Linked DNA regions of Zea mays: all the other regions are linked to region 2. Evidence: chromatin contacts called from public Hi-C data. All regions are on one chromosome and are shown on one strand. Each heading gives the region's core, a stretch centred on a gene start, on an enhancer-like site or on the middle of the called end of the contact. The rest is flanking DNA. Distances are from core to core; before and after follow the strand shown. Region 1 holds the start of LOC100283719. Region 2 holds the start of LOC541969 (R2R3 Myb transcription factor MYB-IF35). Region 3 holds the start of LOC100285060 (60S ribosomal protein L29-like).

Region 1 (3,808 bases), core at 1,269-3,768, 360 kb after region 2:
CCCTCGGGTGCGCTTCTTTGGCTGGCTTGTCAACAACAGTCGCGTTCAATGCCGCGTCAATCTGGCCAGAAAGAGGATTGTTCAAGACGCTACGTGTGAGATATGTGGGCAAGCTCCCGAGGACACGACACACATCTTCATCCATTGCGGATTTGCCTCCCGCTTTTGGGGTGTTTTGGGTGTCCAGATTGCCCCGGGCCGCAGCAACGTCCTTTTGAGCCTGCTAAGGCCGCCTACGGTTCCGGCGAAACACTACAACATGTTTGTCCTTCTCTGCTGCTGGCAGCTGTGGAAACGCAGAAATGATGTGGTATTCCGTGGGGAAAGATTGCCGCTCGCAACAACCATGTCATTGTGTCGCGCTGAAGCGGAATTATGGAGATGCAGGCTGCGACAAGAAGACCGCCATATCGTGACTGCCTGGTGTCGTGTTTTTTGTGTAACATAGCATAATTCCGTTGATGTAACCCCCACCCCCATGCTGTAAAACACAGGGCGTTTTGGCCACAAAGGAATGAAAATTCAGGTGGGGACCCTCTCCCCTCCGGTGACATTCAAAAAAAAACATATTGGGCCATGCGTCATAATTGACTTGAATTTTGCTGCCACTGCTAGCACATCAAGGCAGAGAAACATTATGGTGATCTTGTCTCACTACAACAGATAAGGTCGTCGTAGTTACATAGTGGAGACGATGATCTAATGTTGGGGTTGCTACAAATAGGCACTCTCAGGCTGTGTCTAGCAGATTGTGTATATAGTTATATAAAATATTGTTTTGCATGATAGATAACAGAGTAAAGTTTAAAATAGAAGATGTGATACGAGATGAGATAGGAGAGCTGCTGGAGATAGCCTCACAACCGAAGTTATCGAACCTAATGCACCGGTGCATGCTGTTGTAGTGCGCATGACTGCTAGGACTGAGTGTTGCATGTGTTTGGTTAGAGAGACGATGGAAGATGTGTTACGACGATACCATTTTTCACGATATTTGGTTCACGTTGATAGGAGACAATACAACGATATGGTGATAAATGCAAACTTATATTGATCTTTTCCGTTTTCACTTATTGTGAGTCAAATTTTAGAATATTGTGAACCAAGTTAGTGAATGATTCAAAGCATGAAATATAGGAACATAACATACTAGTGGTATCAGAAATGATTTCAACACATCCTACATATGCTAGTTGCCAATCTCAACGGTAAAAAACTTTTATATATTGAAGTGAGGGTTGAGAGAAGAATGAGGAGGTGGTATAGACATCTGAAGTGAGGGTTGTGTGAATGAGCTCAAGCACTTCTCCATTCTGAAATTGCTACGGACCATGATAGCAATACGATGAGCGATACGGACTGGTCAATATGGATCGATCGTGACTCCAAAGCGGTCAGTGGGTACTGATCCTGCCGGCTGGTCGACGACCTCATAGACTGCGCCTGTGCCGCTCAACGCTAGCACACCATTGGCGGGTGTGATGCCCGACCGATAGGTTTGACACGTGTACGGAACATTGACACCAGTCTTATGTATGGGGATGCTGGAATGGTTGTCTTAACATACCATAGATGAATGAGGAAGGCTCACGTCACCACTTAAAATTTGGCACGTAGAAAAAAGAAAGTGCTCGCCATTTGATTACTCCCCTTTGGCATGCATGCCGTCGAATTAGGAAAATAGGTGGGCCATTAATCATAGGTCATCTTTGACGGTGTTAGCTAGACGAGCGTCGCTACACGTATGACTCTAGTGTTAAACTTAGGTACAAATAAGGCAACGTGTTTGACTCATGCTTCTTTAGTTCAGAACGAGAAGTAACAACAATTGTAGGTTAAGGTTGGTCTAATCCAGTTATACGGGTGGTGGATCGTACGTGAACCACTTTCGGTCATTCAACATTTGTGTTTCCGGTTGTAGAAGATGTTTTAATAGTTTGAGATCTCCTTGAACATTTCATCAAACTACTGGATTTATTTATTTATTTTTTGTGTCTTCAGTTACGGTAACCTTTTCGCTCTCCACCCACCCACACACCCACCCACTACCATACGCCGCCACTGACGCATCATAACGATCGAGTGTCTCTTCCATAACCTTTTCCGGTGGCCATCCTTAACAACCTCACCTCACTTGTGGCTGCATCTCACATGGTTGTCAAAATCTCGATTTTATAGTTGGATTTTGCGTCCTTACTATTCAGAATTAGCGGGTTTGATTCTTCGCTTCTGTTTTTTTTTTCTTCCACTGTCTTCTATAATTCGGACCGTATTCGACTTGGAATCCACGATTTTTCGATAACCTTTAGATCTGGATGCCTAATTTCTTATTAAGAAAATACCACACGCTGCAAAGAGAAAAAAAGGCTTTATAAAGTCGGAGTAGCCCACTACCGTTCGCATCAAGGAACGAAGTCTGACTGACTGACACAGGGGAAAGTAGCACTTGAGTACTGCTGCCTATATACACACACACGCGTATGGGGAAAAAAATCGACGCAGAAGCGGGCGCAGAGGCAGACGCATGCATGATGCATCGAGCCCCCCCAGCTCGCAGTCGCACCGGAGGAATGCTAACTGGAGAGCCACGCCTGCCGCGGAGGACCGGGACTAACTACGAGCTGCCGCGGCCGTTCCTGGTGCAGGTGGGACCCACCTCGCTTCCTTTCCTCCTTCCAGATTATTTAAAGCCATTTCCGTTGCGTCCAGGTCCAGGGTAGAGAGAGAGAGAGGGGATGGTGTGAGGGAGGGAAGGGAGCAAAGGCAAAGCAGCCAACGACCAGAGAGACACGGAGGCTCAGAGAGAGAGAGCGAGGAAGAAGAAGAGAAGAAGAAGATGGAGCAAGAGGAAGCGTGCTCCTCCTCGCTGCGGCAGTGCAGGATTTGCCACGACGAGGAGGACGAGCGGCGCTCCGCCATGGAGTCGCCCTGCGCCTGCTCCGGCTCCCTCAAGGTATGTGTCCTCCTCTATCCTCTATGCGGGCGGCTACAGCAGCATGCGGCGCATGACCTGATGATGCTCTGCGCGCGCTCCGCCTGCTGCGTGTCTCGTGAACTCGCTGCACCGGCCAAGCCATCTGAACGACGACGTGTCTGTTGTTCCTCCCCTCGCGCCTGCAGTACGCTCACAGGGGATGCGTGCAGAGGTGGTGCGACGAGAAGGGAAGCGCCGTCTGCGAGATTTGCCTCCAGGTTTGTTTTCGTCGCGCCCGAGTCGATCGCGCCCAGCAGCAATTTTCAGATTCCTTCGCCTGTTATTCACCCGCCGTCGTCGCTCACTGTTTTATCCACGCAACTTCTCCGCTTGTGTTGGACGGGGGAAATTTTGATCCGGGTGATGAAGGTTAAGCAATTTGCCCCCCCCCCCCCCCCCCCCCCCCCCCGTGCAAGTCTCCCCTGCTGATCACAGCGTGCAAAGTGCTTTTGTTTATTTATTTATTTATTGCAGCAAAGTATTGTACCTTTCTCAGAGTCCAAGTATTGTGAAGCTTCGCCTTTTGTCTAACAGCCGTGCTTTTTTTTACTGACAGAACTTTGAGCCAGGCTACACCGTTCCTCCCAAGAAAACCCAACCTGCTGATGTCGCGGTGACCATCAGGTGCCTCCTTCTCTATCTCTCTCTGGTAACTGTGCGCATTAAGGCTATCTATCAGGGCGAATGCTGTGCTTAATTGTAGGTGGTCACTGGTCAGCTGTAGTTGTTCCATAATATAGTAACTGTCATCAGAACATCCACTTCGCCCATTTCATTCATTCATCCATTCCTTCGTTCATTTTTGTTTGGCATCAACCTCATCTCATCTGAACC
Region 2 (3,565 bases), core at 666-3,165:
GGGTGACCAGGATACCGAATATCCCAGTACGTGCAGTGCAGTCCATATCGTGTGGGTGTGGCCTAGCTCTTCGCTGGACAAGGAATATTCCCCTTTCTTTTTCTCTCCCTAACTCCGGCATCTTTTTTCTATCGCGTGTCTGAGTAAAAAATATATATTCAAACCACGTGTTAAGCGAGCCGGACCGCGTGGCAAACGACTGCCCTGCCCTACATGCCTTGCCAGCGGCCTGCAGCAGAGCTAAATTTAGGGGGGTCCTGATTCATTCATTTTGCAACTCGGTAAAATTTGTTTAGACGTCTGAATTTAGGTTCTTTTTATGTCTATATCTCAAATTAAAAAAAAACAGAGCTAAAACGAGTAGGGGTACTAATAATGACAGAACGAAGGATTATTAAAGTTGCAGATTTAGGACTAGTTTGCCAACACCATTTTTCCATGAAATTTCCAATTTTTCAAAAAAAATGAACTAATTTATCTTGGAAAAACGAAAAACCCTTAGAAAATAGTGTTTTGGGAACACTATTTTTCTAAGGGATTCCTATTTTTATAAGAGAAAATGAATAATTTTCCTTAAAAAAATAAAAATCTCATGGGAAAACGAGGTTTCTAAACTAGCCCTTAGGATTGTTTTTAATCCGCCAATGGGAATGACCAACGATTGAGGCGCGGAGGAAAGAGAAACCGAAGAAATAATTCCCTGCGCTGCGGCTGCCCTCTTCTTTTCCATGGCGATGGCGGCACATTCTACGTGCGCGCACGAGGCCAACGAGGGCGGACGTAGAAAAGTACCGTGCACTCACTCGCCCCATGACAAAAAGTGGCCATTGACAAAGGTGACCGTCCAGTGTGCAGGGTTTTTGCTTGCTCGACCATCCTGTCCATGAAAGCACACGGGGGGGCGGCTTCCTCCTCTTCCGTCTCCGTCTAGAAAGAAATGTGTCTTGACCACGTTTCTACCTAGCCGGCCGGCAAGACGGCGGGTGCACCACGACACTAACTGGACATCCTGGAATGGCATTGCTAAAACCGCGACCTTTTCCGCACCTCTTCTAGTCTCTAAAACTACATTTCAACCATCTATATTTTTTTTGATGGAACAAAGATAGCATACTAGTCAAACAGGCTCTATCTGAATGAACAATTGAAGGGAGGGGGAGGGGCATCTACGCGCGGCCTGGTTTTGGCAACTCCGTGTTCCTCTGCCATTTGATTTTGGTTCCTTCTCTTTCAGTGGAAGGGGGGAACAGAGCTTCTTGGCACATGCCCTCCCGTTCTCACTTTGCACCAGATGGAGAGAGAGAGAGAAAAAAAAAAATATCAAGTAAATTGGACCTAGATTCGCCACTGTCGGTCGGTGGCATAATAAAGCGCACAGGGTTTTTCGTCCCCCTACTACGTACCGTGCAAGAACTCTGAACCCTGAAGCGGCCCAGAGCATGGATGGAGTTGATTAAGCGCAGGAATTAATCAAAGAGAAAAGATGGACTGTGGACACGGCCCAAGCAGCTCGAGGTTGAAGGAATCGAATGCCAGATAGTAGATAGATAGATAGGCATGGACAGGTACCTGTTGCCAAGCGTGGCGTGGAGCTTGATGATCATGTCCTCCTCCTCCTCCGAGATGTTCCCCCTCTTGAGACCCGCCCGCAGGTAGTTGATCCACCGCAGCCTGCAGCTCTTCCCGCACCGCAGCAGCCCTGCCAGCAAAACCAGCCTCAGCCCCCCTATTGCCAACACACAGAGCTAGCTAATATAACAAACTCGCCACTTCGATCCGTACCGGCATTCTTGGGCAGTGACCTCCACGATCCTTCCCCGTGCTCCTTGATGTACCTCGCCAGGACCTCGTCCTCCTCCTTGGTCCACCTCCCCTTCTTCAGCCCCACCTTCTCGCAGCACGGCGCCCTCCCCATCCGCTTCTCGCTGCTTGGGAGAGGAGATCGAGCGAGGAGGAGACAGGAGGAAGGGGAAGAGACCACCGCTGCAAGCTCTGCCACTGCGAGGAATGCGGTGCGGAGTGGGATGGCTGGCTGGCTGGCTGGATCTGAAAAGTGAAAAGGGCGAGAAGGGATTGCTCGGGGCTCTGCTGCTGGTGTCGTCCGTGCCGTGCATATACTACCTTTTACACACATTATATACATACACATGGCACACCAGGAAAGGTGCGTGGGACGTTTCACCGGGGGCACGTAACAACAAAAAGTCGTGGGCGCGGCTCGTCTGCGCAGAGAATTCATGGCCCTGGGCCTGACACGTGGAATGTCACAGAAGACCGGGGGGGGGGGGGGGGGGGGGGGCACCCCGTCGTTACGTGCACCCCCGGAGGTCCACGAGAGACACGCTCGTAATTGGAGGGGTTTTCGTCGCCCTAGGCCCTAGCGGTTTGTCTACAAGTAAGAATATTCGGTTTGTTTGAAGCTAAGAACATCGGAAGGGATCGGAGTGAGCTAAAATTATCTTTCTATTTAAAACTAAATAGTATAAACATTTTAGCTCTTTCAATTCTCGTCGGTATCCTCGCTCTCAATGTCTACCTGTAGTAGTTTCCAACTTCACCTAGGAAACACGAGTAATCAAATAAAACTGTAAGCTTTTTTGTTATTTTTTTTAATGCATACACGATACGATGCGTCTTCTCATGTCTTGTTCAGTATGGCAAAAAGGGTAAAAGCGAAGGCCTCAAACAAAAGGGCAGAGAAACCACATGCCCCTATACGTGTGACACAAGATCCTAGCCCTTCTTGTGCGTAGGTGCATGTGCAACTTGTGTCACATTCCGGACACTAGCTAATCAATCAGTTAGCTAGGCTGTACCAGCAGCAGAGCTTGGATTTACCGAATTACAAATCTCCTACTCACTCCAGTCACTTGCATGCTTGCTCCCCTTTCGCTTTTTTTCCCCTTCTCTTTTGCTCCGGAAAGCCGGACAGCTTTTTCACGTGCCCAGAAACAGAATATGTGCGGCCTTTTGATGCCTCGTTTTTACGATTTGGGGTGATTGCTGGCTGGGCCCGGACGGAGTGCAGTTTTCCCCACGTGCTTTCTCTGATTCTGCAAACCCATGCATGCACGCAGAGAGGGCAGAGGCAGTCTACATGTGCGGATGTGCGTCCCCCCATGCATGATGGCCTTGTGGCATCTTTCAGTGACCAACAGCAGCACAAAATCTTGTTTGTTTGGTTATATATATAGTTTGTATATTTGGAGCCATGTGCTTACAATAACTAGAGGAAGCACTGACTCGATCAACGGTGTCATCCAGTTCAGTCGCATCAGGTTCGGACGACTATAAAAACACCTCTAGGCTGCCAGTGATTAGATTTTAGCAATGGCGGCGGCGGCGATTTCCTCGGACGTGCGAGCAGCAGCGATCCCGGTGGCCAGCGGCGGTGGCGCCCTGAGGCGGGTGACCGGTGGCGACGCTCTCGAAGCGTATGAGCGGCGGCGGCGCACCCTAGGCTCGGTGGCGACGACGGTTGCGCGAGGCGCGATGGTGGCCCTGAGGGAGGTGCGCACGCGACGACGGATCCCAGAGGCGCGCGCGTCCCGGAGTGGCGCAAGCT
Region 3 (3,809 bases), core at 802-3,301, 300 kb after region 2:
TATTGACATTTGTCGTTATGTATTGATGTTTTATACTCACGTTGTTTGGTTGCTCGACTAGCGTTCAGCTGCTGCTTCTGCAGCAGTAGCTGATGCTGCTATGTCACGTTATATAAAAAGTAAATATTGTAGCATTTGCAGCTGCCACAGCCCTTAAACCATCACCAAATAAGTGAACTAATTTTTAACTTACGTAGCGAAGCACGGGCACATACCTAGTCTACTTATAATTTTACATGAACCCTGTCATGATTATACTAGAAACCAAGAGAGTTTGCACAAACTAACAATTCTCTTGTTAAAACCAAAAAAACTATATAAACCACAAAAATTTGAATCAACACAGTAAGATAAAAAAACCTTAAAAAATAAAAAGTAGCCAAGCACCCTTGTTTCATATGCAAGCTTCTCATACTTGTAGAAGAGGTTTTAGAGGCTCTCTGCGCTCGAGAGTGGTAGAGGGACTCGAGCCCCACCCGTCTCACCGCTAGCCCCGTTTCGATGCCTAGACTATAGTATATTTAAGAGAGATGAACATTGATCTAGCTCACGAAAATACAACTTATGTTCGTCGGCCTGGTGACCGACGAAAATACAACTTATTTTCGTCGGCCTCGGGGCCCACGAAAATATCGTTCCTATTTTCGTGGGCAGGCCGACGAAAATATGTACTAGCCCACGAAAATAAGCGCAATTTTCGTCGGTCCCGAGGGCCGACGAAAATAACTATGTATTTTCGTGGGCCGACCGACGAAAATAGCCAGGCCCACGAAAATTTATGCGTTTCCTGTAGTGCTTGTAGTATGTTTAAAAGACCGGTATTAGACTGGCCGGAAGGTCATCACGATATTTGTCATTGTGATGCCCATACTATAGTATAATTAAGAGAGATGAACTTTGGTCTAGCTCTCATCACGGTATTTGTCATTGCGGTTTCTCTGGCGTGTTAGCGCGCCGGGGTGAGGAGTGGCAACGACGGGCACGAGCAGGTGTTGGGCGAGGGTGCGGGCGCAGGCAGGAGCGCACGTGCATGCGTGCGGGGGCTGGCGGGGCGGGGGCACTGTGGATGTCTTCTTTAGAGCAACTACAAAAAAACGTGTAAACTAACCCAAAACAGATATTAGTCAAGAATAGTAGTTTTTCTTACTCCAACAGCTCCCTCATCCCCAAAAAAATTCGCGTCCCACATCCACAGTCTCCTCTTCCTCATATTTTGGTGTGTTTCGTCCCTCCCTAATCCAATCCTCAACGTATCGGATCATCCATAACCTCCCGACAACTGTACAGATTGCGTCACATGTCACATTTAGAGGAACTGTTGGAGTACCTATCATGATTCACTCTTAAAATTTTTTAGCCTACTCTTAATAATCAGTTTTTGGGGTAAAATTTTTAACATCCTTTTGGAGTTGCTCTTAGGTTCTTAATAGGAGTATTATAGATTTAAAGGTGAGATAGTTGTGTAGCTGTTGATTCTTTAGGTTCTTAATAGGAGTAGTATAGATTTAGGGTTTGTTCGGTTAGCTCTCAATCCATGTGGATTGAGTGAGATTGGGTGAGTTTAAATTCCAAACAAGTCAAACTTATTCTTAATTTTTTCCAATCACATTCAATACATGGGTAACAGGATTAACCGAACAAGGCCTTAAAGGTGAGATAGTTGGGTAGCTGTTGGGGCTCAAAATTGGTACTCCATTTTTTTCAAACACCCCTTCCAGTCTTTCGTTCCTATGTTTTATCATTGTATTTATATCTCTTTCCCGTATTTTCTTCCGTTGTTTTTGTTTTCTTTCATTGCAAACAGCCACTGACGTTTTCACGTTTCCGGTCCAACCTTCATAAACAGAAACCTATTGCAGAAGTCCATCGGGCCTTCCTCGTAGTCTAAAGGCCCATAATTATAAACCCGAGCAAGCCACGCAACTGCTTTGCGATTCGTGCAAACCCCTCTCATCTCACGCTCAAAATTGGGCAACGCACCGAGGTCAACCAGGTAATTTAGCACATGCCCTATCTCCCTTACATAATCCTGCCCCCTCGCCAGTCGCGAAAACCCTAGCCGCCGCCAGACCATTCGTTTCTCGCGAGCCATCGCTTCGGTAATTCTCAGGCACCCCGCTCGATCTCATCCTAATCGGTGTGATTTTCGTCTTCACCGTCAACCCACCCCTCCACTTACTCTGATTCGCACTTTGTTGGCAGGCATCCGGAAGAAATGGCCAAGTCGAAGAACCACACGGCGCACAACCAGTCGTTCAAGGCGCACAAGAACGGCATTAAGAAACCCAAGCGCCACCGCCAGACCTCCACCAAGGGGGTAAGATAATTTGCTCCTGACGTTCCTCACCCGTCGTCCCATTCGATTGATTGTGCAGCTGCGTCACTGGCGGTCATTGGTTCATGCGAGAATCATGTAACCGCCGACTTCAATTGTTGTTACGGTTAGGTGAAATCCATCTAGGTTGAATCATGTAGCTGCCGACTTTAATGGTTGTTCGGGATAGGTGAAATCCATCCAGGTTGTGAAGTTGGTTCCTGGATGCTAATTTGTTTTCGGCATCGTCCGTTCTATTGCCGTGTTACGGTGCTAGTAGTGGCTCATGCTCGCGGCACTAGCTAAAGCTGTTAGTCGTTCCTAGGATGAAAGATGTCTAAGCCCTTTGCGACGTCTCTTAGCGTGGTAATGTGAAGTCCTCTGATGTTCTAAGCCAACGGTAATCAGATATTAAAAGGATTTGGTGCATAGTTTTTTTTATATCCAAGCCCACTTAAGTTCTATCTAACCCATTGATTCGAAGGGTTATCATTACTTTGCTATAATTTGTTTCTACTTGTCTTTTGAAAACATATTTAGTTCCCGTTTGCTTCTATGGTGTGTATGAATTCTTGCAGCTAGTATTTTTCTTGTCTTTAAATAATCTCAATATGCTTTTGGTCCAGTTGACCAGTCTAGTATTTTACTAGTCTCCCTTGGAGACAACTCCGAAGTTGTATTTGATTTTCATCTCCAGAGTTCTCCTGATGAGGTTGAGGTTGTTGCTATGATGAGGCATAACACCTTTTGAGAGCAGATTATTGCTCTATGAACTTGGGAAATGTTCAGATTTCCTCCTGAGCGGTTACCTGAGCAACTGCACAACCTTGATTCCTGTTGCGTTTCATTTAGGATCCTATTTGTATTGAGATGAAACACAACTGTTACTGTTGCCAAATTTTCATCTCCACAGCATCTTGAGATGCATATTGTTTCTTGCTCTTAAACTGACCTTTTGCTTTGACCATGTTTGCAGATGGACCCCAAGTTCCTGAGGAACCTGAGGTATTCTAGGAAGGGCAACAAAAAGAGTGGTGAGGCTGAAGCTGAGGAGTAGGAAGGAAAGCATGGCTTTGTTTCCTCTGTTTTTAGCTCAGTTCCACCTTTAGGACCTGGGGTTTTGCTAAAGATGGAACTTAAGTTGGTGTTACTGTATGATGGCAAGGACCTTTTGCTGCCGAAGGTTATGTTTTGAAGTTCATGCTACCTTTTAAATTACGGATTACCTTGTGCTATGTTCATTATTTTTGCCTTTGGCAGCGAAATTTGGATTTCTAGACTGCGTCTGTTTTTAGACAAGTTGCGTTGCAGGGTAACCTTTTTGAGATGTGGCTTAATGTTTTATATTGTGGGGATTGAGTGCAATTGAAGTTAGGTTTGTACAGTTTCGCACTTCTACGGCTGCTACTTAACTGCTAGAGAAACAGTTACCTGATGGTTGAGTGGATACTGGATAGACTGACGCCACTGTTGAAGGTGTGTGGGCATGGAACAC

The links. A called contact is a pair of places that touch in the nucleus more often than the background predicts.
Region 1: a contact with region 2 is called in a Hi-C map of ear, with 2.8 times the contacts expected there. The contact joins the promoter of LOC100283719 here to the promoter of LOC541969 in region 2. A contact is called at or near these places in 8 of 25 Hi-C or Micro-C datasets (bundle sheath, ear, endosperm and 3 more).
Region 3: a contact with region 2 is called in a Hi-C map of ear, with 2.7 times the contacts expected there. The contact joins the promoter of LOC100285060 here to the promoter of LOC541969 in region 2. A contact is called at or near these places in 3 of 25 Hi-C or Micro-C datasets (ear, leaf and tassel).

Annotation. Positions count from the first base shown.
Region 1 is chr3:54,603,338-54,607,145 of Zm-B73-REFERENCE-NAM-5.0, reverse strand. LOC100283719 reads left to right here and starts at 2,518. Exons shown (of 8, transcript NM_001371961.1): 1 at 2,518-2,645; 2 at 2,710-2,953; 3 at 3,121-3,192; 4 at 3,531-3,598. The coding sequence starts at 2,837.
Region 2 is chr3:54,959,983-54,963,547 of Zm-B73-REFERENCE-NAM-5.0, reverse strand. It overlaps LOC541969 (R2R3 Myb transcription factor MYB-IF35), which reads right to left and starts at 1,915. Exons shown (of 3, transcript NM_001111622.1): 1 at 1,783-1,915; 2 at 1,570-1,699. The coding sequence starts at 1,915.
Region 3 is chr3:54,660,148-54,663,956 of Zm-B73-REFERENCE-NAM-5.0, reverse strand. LOC100285060 (60S ribosomal protein L29-like) reads left to right here and starts at 2,051. Exons shown (of 3, transcript NM_001370693.1): 1 at 2,051-2,099; 2 at 2,203-2,317; 3 at 3,291-3,641. The coding sequence starts at 2,216. The coding sequence ends at 3,371. LOC111591242 (small nucleolar RNA snoR128) reads left to right here and starts at 3,037; the gene lies at 3,037-3,131. It also overlaps the pseudogene LOC109944949.